2 separate regions of the Mus musculus genome follow, and region 1 is linked to region 2. A link is a contact called in public Hi-C data. All regions are on one chromosome and are shown on one strand. The core of a region is the stretch at or near the end of the contact, and the rest is flanking DNA. Distances in the headings are between cores, read along the strand shown. Region 1 overlaps Thsd4 (thrombospondin, type I, domain containing 4). Region 2 overlaps Thsd4 (thrombospondin, type I, domain containing 4).

What was found. Hi-C and Micro-C count contacts between places; a contact is called where the count stands out from the background.
Region 1: a Hi-C map of the G1E-ER4 cell line shows a contact between it and region 2, with 2.0 times the contacts expected there. The contact joins two enhancer-like sites. A contact is called at or near these places in 6 of 484 Hi-C or Micro-C datasets (the G1E-ER4 cell line, cerebellar granule neurons, nephron progenitors and 2 more), 3 of 115 datasets of contacts at active chromatin or transcription factors (astrocytes, embryonic basal ganglia and embryonic stem cells) and 1 of 9 other capture datasets (embryonic stem cells).

The regions. Positions count from the first base shown.
Region 1 is chr9:60,456,277-60,460,407 of GRCm38.p6, reverse strand. All of the region lies in intron 3 of Thsd4 (thrombospondin, type I, domain containing 4), which reads left to right. Among named protein-coding and RNA genes, the nearest start is that of Thsd4, 53 kb to the left of the region's middle. Within about 2 kb of position 1,852, at least 58 of the 459 cell types and tissues checked have an H3K27ac peak or open chromatin away from gene starts, as enhancers often do. A contact at or near this core is called in the G1E-ER4 cell line and uterus, where this site is marked.
Region 2 is chr9:60,279,777-60,283,431 of GRCm38.p6, reverse strand. The region is part of intron 6 of Thsd4 (thrombospondin, type I, domain containing 4); the gene reads left to right. Among named protein-coding and RNA genes, the nearest start is that of 2010001M07Rik, 53 kb to the left of the region's middle. Within about 2 kb of position 1,936, at least 12 of the 459 cell types and tissues checked have an H3K27ac peak or open chromatin away from gene starts, as enhancers often do. A contact at or near this core is called in the G1E-ER4 cell line and uterus, where this site is marked.

The DNA.
Region 1 (4,131 bases), core at 603-3,102, 180 kb before region 2:
TGATCCTTCCTAAACTTTCAAGGGGTTTTAGAAGCTTTTTTTTTTGCCTGCTCCTTTGTCAACTCATGTTCATAAGGTCCAAGGGCTAAAAGGGTTCGATATCATTAGAGAGTTAGGCTCATTGGAAGGCATCTAGACATTTGGGGCAGTGGTAGTTTATGCCTGTGGGCCTGATGTGATCATTAATAACACCCCCGTTCCTCTTAAAAGGGTCCTAGTTTGATGGTGAATTACAGTTACCCTGCTTATGCATGCCAAGTGCTTCTGTGTTAGAAGGGGTGGGCAGACAGTTTGTCATGGGTAATTTAAAGTGAGTTAAGACCCGAGGCTGAGGGTATAGGTGTTTAGACAGGGAAGGACCTTTTTGGGCCTGGGATAGACTGGGGAAGGCCAGGCAGACCTTGGGTGATTCAGAAGCTGGAGATGGCTCAAAGGAAAGGGTGAGGGTGGGAGCATGGGGGAAGGGTGGGAGCAGAGGGAGAGTGTTGAGCACCTCAGAAAGTTCCTCCAGGGAGCCTAGAGTCTGCTGGAGAGGTGGGAAGGGCAGACCTGGGGGATGGGAGGGTACTGGGGGACACATCCTTGACTTAAAGGCCAAAAAGACCAGTAGGGCTCCTGGCCTGGAAAAGCAAAGGTTGAAAGGAAGATTCTGGGAGTGCGGAGATGACTCGGTGGTTGAATTGCCTCCTGCGTGAAGACTGGAGTGCAGATCTTTGAGCCCAAGTGAAATCCAGGTAGGGCAGTGGTCTTACACGCGTTCTCGCGACCGGCCAGGAAGAACACAACAAACCGGAATCTTCTGCGGCAAAAGCTTTATTGCTTACATCTTCAGGAGCATGAGAGCAAGAGCAAGAGAGCAAGAGAGAGAATGGCGAAACCCCGTCCCTTTTTAAGGAGAATTATCCTCCGCCTAGGACGTGTCGCTCCCTGATTGGCTGCAGCCCATCGGCTGAGTTGCCGTCACGGGGAAGGCAGAGCACATGGAGTGGAGAACTACCCTTGGCACATGCGCAGATTATTTGTTTACCACTTAGAACACAGGATGTCAGCGCCATCTTGCAATGGCGAATGTGAGGGCGGCTCCCCACACAGTGGTCACCCGCAGTCTCAGCTCTCTGGAGGCAATGGAGGCTGGCTAGCTAGAGCAAGTAGAATCAGTGAGCTTCGGGTTCAGTGAGATACTGTGCCTAAGTATATATGGTGGGAAGACATTCATGAAGGCAGCCTCTGCCTTCTTCAGGCATACATGAGCGTGTAAACCCTTCTCCTGATCTCTCTCTCTCTCTCTCTCTCTCTCTCTCTCTCTCTCTCTCTCTCTCTCTCTCTCTCACACACACACACACACACACACACACACACACACACACCACAGCAAAGAAAAGAATAAAGAAAAGGAAGTTCACTATCCTTGCCTTGATGGTCACTCAGCCATCTGCCAATGGCAGGCAGATTTTAGCGCATGGAGACTACCTCTGCCTATTCTCCACTATGTACCCACTGCCTGCCCCTCTCCCACGTTCCATGCCATTAAGCAGGGCAATTAAAGATTTTTACACACGGCTGCACGTGACAAATGGATGTTCCGGTCTCTTGATTTCTGCTGAGCAGAAGCTTCCAGCCAAGAGTCGACACGAGCCTGCTGCTTCAGCGTGGGTCGGGACGATTATTTCAACAAGATTTTTGACAAGGAAATAAAACTCAAAAGTCATTTCCAGGAGCCTGTGGTGAAGTCGGAACATATGCGGTTCTCTGGGGGCTGTCAGGGAAAGACTCTGCAGGGTGTTTATCTGTGTTCTGGGCGGGTGACCACTGTATATTTGGGTGGGCGATATCTGCTGAGCTGTCTGGATCAGAGCAAGAGCTCCATGTCCCTGCTTCCTGTCTCCTCCCTCCTTGCTTCCTCCCTTCCCTTTCCCTCTCTATTCTCTTCCTGTCCATCCTCTCTCTTCCACCTCCTTCCTTCTATCTCTTTCCTGTTCTCCTCTCCTCCCCCTCCCTTTCTTTCAGTTCTTTCCTCCTTCTCTCTTCTCCTCCCTCCCTCCTTTCTCTCTTTCTGTAGCTCTCTCTCTCCTCTGTTTCCCTTATCTCTCCCTCTCCTTCTTTTCCTATGATCTTTCTCCTTTCCCTTTTTGCATTTAATTTAGCTTCTGAGACAGGGTCCCACGGTGCATTCCAAGCCAGCCTGGAACTCACTGTGCTGTTGCTTCTGACTGCTCAGTGCTGAGGTTACAAGTGTGCACCAACCTGCCCAGTGCTTTATTACTTTCTAGTAAGGTCTGTCCATGCCAACTCTAGGGTCCCACTGTAAGCAAGATGATGTCATTTTTCTGCCTTCACAGCAGTACGGTCCTTAGGGTCAGAGCACTCTTCTTTTACAGAGGAAGAACTAAGCTTCAGAGCGAGCGGTTAGGGACTAGTTGTATGTTTTGTTGAGCCCATTTCTGGGGTGGTTGTCATCAAGCAGGGGTCCCTAGGGATGCTGCTGGCAGAGCAATGTGAGCTCCTTGCTCCCTAGCCTGCTGGGTGGATCCCGTCTATCCGCTGGGTGATCGCTGCTAAGCAGTGCAGGCGCTTGGACTCTGCGCTCAAAGTCCCTGTTTGGGTGAGCTCTGGTGGAGCCTGGCATCTCCAAGATTCTTGATTTTTGTCTTAAGGCTCCGAGAGTAATCATTCTTAAAAGCGTCACGGGTTGAAGCTCTCCCTGGAGACGAGAGCTCCCGGAACCCCCAAAATGGATCTGAAAGTCTCATTTCGTGGAGTGTGGTGCTGATGGCTGCTGTGACTATTCCAAGCTGCTTCCCTGGGGGATGCTGGAGCTTATCCAAGCCAGCAGCTGCTGGACGGTGGGCTCCTGGGCTTCCAGTCTCAGCAGGCTTCAGGCTGCTTAGTGGAGGCTATGATAGGATTAGAGATGCTAGCTGGAGTAGCATAATCAGACCCCAGCCATCCCTCCCTCTCTCCCTCCCTCCCAGTGCGGGGTAGAGACCGCTCATCAGTTGATCCTGGTACTTATTTAGCTGTGCCCTGGCTCGGGGGCCCTTCCCTTTCCCTGTAGCACAGCCCTCATCAACACCACCCACTAGTGTTTGGGTTTTGTGTTTGCCAAATTTAGACAGATCTAGGAGCCTATCTCAAATCAAAGCTCTGAAATATCTGTGAAACTCATACTACAACTTCACTGGGAAGTTCTTGGTCTTGGTTGTGGGTTAGAATCATTTAGGGGGATAAAGCAATAACAACAATGACAACAACAATGACAACTTACCTACCTGTGGGGTCATTTGTAGGTACATTGGATGCCAGTGTCTGGAAGTAGAGTTATAGCTAGGCAGCCTGAAGTATATCGTGCATGATTCTAAGGTACAAATAGGACTGGGAACATGGGTCAGAGGCATCTGCCTAGGGCACGTGCAGCTCAACTGCCAACTCCTTATACTCCCCGCTGAAGATCCTGTTGCTCAGCAACCTCTCCCTGCATCCTTTCCCATCAGGCAGGGCAGAAGGGAACCCAAAAGCCATGTGCTTACCTACTTTTGCCTCAAATGCCTCCGAGAGGAGGAAGCCGGAATAGGTGGCAGCCGCCAGTTTCAGAACTGTCAGAAGGAAGCCACCAGCTTGGAGCAGAGCCTAAAAGCACTGAATGCTAGCAATAGCAGCTGCCTTTTATCTACAGCTAACCTCCTGGAGTTTCCCAAGTCTGGGAGATGAGCCTGCATCCCACCCTGCTGATTTGCAGATCCACTCTTTCAGGGCTACTTCTCAGGCTTCATGAGAACGATCCTTTTTGGAAATCACTGGTTCCCTCTTCAGCAGCACTTAGCTTTGGACATAGAACTCAGCTCTACATCTCTGAAATGACCTGTCCTCTTTATATTTCTTCTGTTTCCCTTCCTTGTATTGTTGCTGCCTCCTGCCTGGGCATGAAAGCTTTCCTCAGTATCCTCAGCACGCCATCCTTCCTCAGGATGGGTCCCTTCCCTGGATCTGTGGTGCTGGCCTGATTTGCTTCATGAGTTTCAATCCCTTCATAGCAGCTAAGAACAGAACTTTGTTTTGTGTTTACCAAATTGACCCTATCTCTTTACTATTGTGTTAGTGTGTGTGAGTGCATGTGAGTGTGTATGTGGATGT
Region 2 (3,655 bases), core at 687-3,186:
TGAGCAGTAATTCTGTGCCAAGCCCTCTTTTATCTTTGTGGCAGCCTCTTTTTAGGGACAAGAAAAATTAAGAGATTAAAGGATTGACCTGAGAACCCCCTCTAAGTAGTGCCTAGTTTCAGTCTTGATCAAAATGTTATTTTTTTAAAATGCCTGTAACTTACAAACCAGTGAATTAAAAACACATTATTTTTAATACCCTATGCCTAAGTTCTTGTCCTTCTGTTTTATGAGAAATGCTGTGGAAGCGAGTCCTAACTTTCATGACATGGTAAGCTCTCTGCTAATACAAGGGCAGGCTTAGTAACTGGGCATTCTAAAAGAATGGGTTTGCTTTCTTCTTTGTTGGGTGTGAAGTTCTGAGGCTTTCTCTGAACTTGGCCTTTCATGGTTTCTCATTCAGAGGGATCACAAATGGTGTTTTAGAGCCACTTATGACCCCCAAATAGCAAAATATCATCATAGCCTATTGACATGCCGAAACTCTGCTTCTAAAAAGTGTCTGCTGGGAGCTGGAGAGATGGACTAGCAGTTAGGAGCACTTGTTCTCTTGAAAAGGACCCAGGTTCGATTCCCAGCACCCACATGGCACCTAATAACCATCTCTACCTCCAGTTCTATAGGATCTAAAAACTTACTTCTGACTTCCACAGGTACCATGCACATACACGCACATACATATTATACATATATACATGAAGATAAAACATTCATCAATCCAATAAAATACAATTTTTAAAATTTTAATACATTAATAAAATATTTATTCAGTGTGTGTGTGTTGAGCATGTGTATGTGTGTGTGTGTGTACACATGGAGGCCTCAAGAGACCCATCACGTGTCATTTTCTGTCACCCTCTACCAATTCCTATGAAAATAAGCTCTCTCCATGAACTTGGGGTTCCCGTTTTCCCAATTGCACTGGAAGTCAGCAAGCCCCAACAGTCTCCTGTCTCTGCCCCCTCATTGCTGGGGTTACAGGCATGGGCAAGATGCCTAGCTTGCCCTATAGGATCTCTATTATGGGTGCTAGGGTCAAAATCTCAGTCCTCACGACTGTACAACAAGTGCTTTTAACTACAAACCATCTCTCCATCCCCTCAACTTTATTTTTAAAAAGCATGTGTGTGTGTGTGTGTTACATATATATATCTCCATATGTGTGGTATGTGTGCTGTGGAGGGGAGGGGGCAGAAGTCAACCTCAAGTGAGTTGTTCATCTTGTTTTCTAACACAGAATCTCTAACTAGACCCTAGGGCTCACTAATTAGGTTAGGCTGGCTGGCTAGTGAACCCCAGGGATATGTCTGCCTGCCTCCTCAGAGCTGGGGTTGTAAATGTACAAATCACCCTTAGCTTTCCAGAGGGCACTAGGGATCCCACACAGCCCCTCCTGCTAGCACAGCAAACACTTCCCACGGAGCTCTCCCCCAGCCTTCTAACTACATGGTACTACTGCGCCCCCTCTGAAGGGCAGGAGCTCTTCCTCCTGCTTCTGAAACAGCTTTGGATGATGAACCAGGATCCTTGAGTTCTCAGCCCAGTGCTGTGTAGGACTTAACTCCGGGGAAATTGCCCTTCTGTGACTATGGAATCTAGGCAGATGTTCTTAAAGTCCACTCTCTTCACAAAAATCTGTGACTGTGTGGTGGGTCTCTGACTTTTTTTTTCCTGAGGGTCATAGGCAGTTCATGGAAGAGGGTGTTGCCACCAAGAGGGAGGGTTTTTTTGGGGGGGATAAAGCATTATGCACACACAAATGTTGCACCCTTGGTCCCTGGGAATTAAAGTCATGATTTTACAAAATGCCGACTGCTGGTCGGCAATCAGTTGTGAGGTCACTGGAATAACCGTTCCTCGAGATGTTTTATGAACACTGGAAGGAATTCCGTTCCAAGCTAGGTCAGAGGGTAGATTGGAATATGCAGAATGCTGCCTTGTGTTTTGTTCTGTAGAACAGCTGTGCGGGGAGCGGAGTGATGCACGGCCATCCCCAGGGGGATGCAGACACGTGTTTCTGTGCTTGGCGCCTCTCCCCTGATGCCCTGGCCTGTGAAGTGAATGAGCTCTCAAACGGGGGATGCAGTGGGAAGCATAATTCTTGTAGAACACTAACTTTCCATGGTTTTTGTCTTCATAGTTAAGCAATCCTATCTTAGAGGGAGGCCAGATGAATAAGAGTGGCAGGGGGGGGGGGGACACTGGTGGGTACTGGTTACTTATTAATCCTCCAAACATGAGACAGGAGCTAACCACATTCTGTGTGCCAAGGAATGGGCACAGTAACAGAGGACCATAGATACTCAGCTCAGCTTCCAATTAAGAAAGTGTTCTCTAGGCTAGGGAGATAGCTCGCTCAGTCTGCGGAACCTGAGTTCAATCCCTAGGCATGGGGGTACACATTTGTAGCCCTGGGACTGAGGAGGCAGATATAGATAAGCCACTGAGGTTCATTGGCGAGCCAGCCTAGCCCAGCCCAGTGAGGTCCAGATCAGTCAGAGACTGGGACTCAAAAACAACAACAAAACAAAAACAACAACAAACAAACAAAAACCCCAACAACAAGAAGATAGATATCACCTAAGAAACAGCAACCAAGCTCGTTCTCCAGATACATGGATATACACGGGGACTTGTAAAGCATGTGGACACACCACACACACACACACACACACACACACACACACACACACACACACACGGTAGAGGAGCAACAGAGACACAGAAAGAGAGAGATACACGCATATACAAAGATGGTTCTGGGGGCAGGGTCTTGTCTGCCAGTTCAGCTATCAGAAAAGCTTCCATTATCTCAGGGGAGTCCAGGGCATCCCAGCAACTTCCTGAGAGTTGTGCTAGATTGCAGCCTGAGAATGAACAACGCCAGGATACACACTGAGTTCTAGAAAAGATGATACTTGTAGGGATGAGGTCAGCTTACTCACTTGGTCTACAAAGGACAACCAAGGCTACACAGAGAAACCATGTCTCAAAAAACCAAAAAAAAAAGAAAGGAAGGAAGGAAGGAAGGAAGGAAGGAAGGAAGGAAGGAAGAAAGAAAGAAAGAAAGAAAGAAAGAAAGAAAGAAAGAAAGAAAGAAAGAAAGAAAGAAAGAAAGAAAGAAAGGAAAGAAAGACAGGCGATGAGGGTGAACGCCCAATCTCTGTTTATAACCGTGCAAAACAATTCTCAGAGACAAGTCATTAGTCAAGCAAGAGACCACTCACAGATGGTGGCTTGGGCTGCAAGTGGACGTGAAGAGGGGGATGGTGGATCGTTAGTCATCATCTGCAGATAGGCTGCTGGGATCCTATCCTGCCCGAGGGCTGATGTCAGGTGTGCTATAGGGGCTTAATGTTGTATGTCTTGCAGTACCTAGGGAAAGTCACAGGAAGTGTCAAAAGTGACAAAGAGGATCTTACCCAAACCTTCACACTTCTCTTCTTTCCAGCCCTGGTCCCTAAAGCCCAAACAACTGTGGACTGTTGCAATTGCATGCCCTCCATCAGGGATTAAACATTACCTACTGGGGCCAGCAAGATGGCTGGGTGGGTTAAGCTCCTTTGCCATACAAACCAAGCCACCCGAGTCTGGTCCCTGGAATCCACATAAAGGTGTGATAAGAGAGCTGACTTCACAGACTTATCTCTGACCA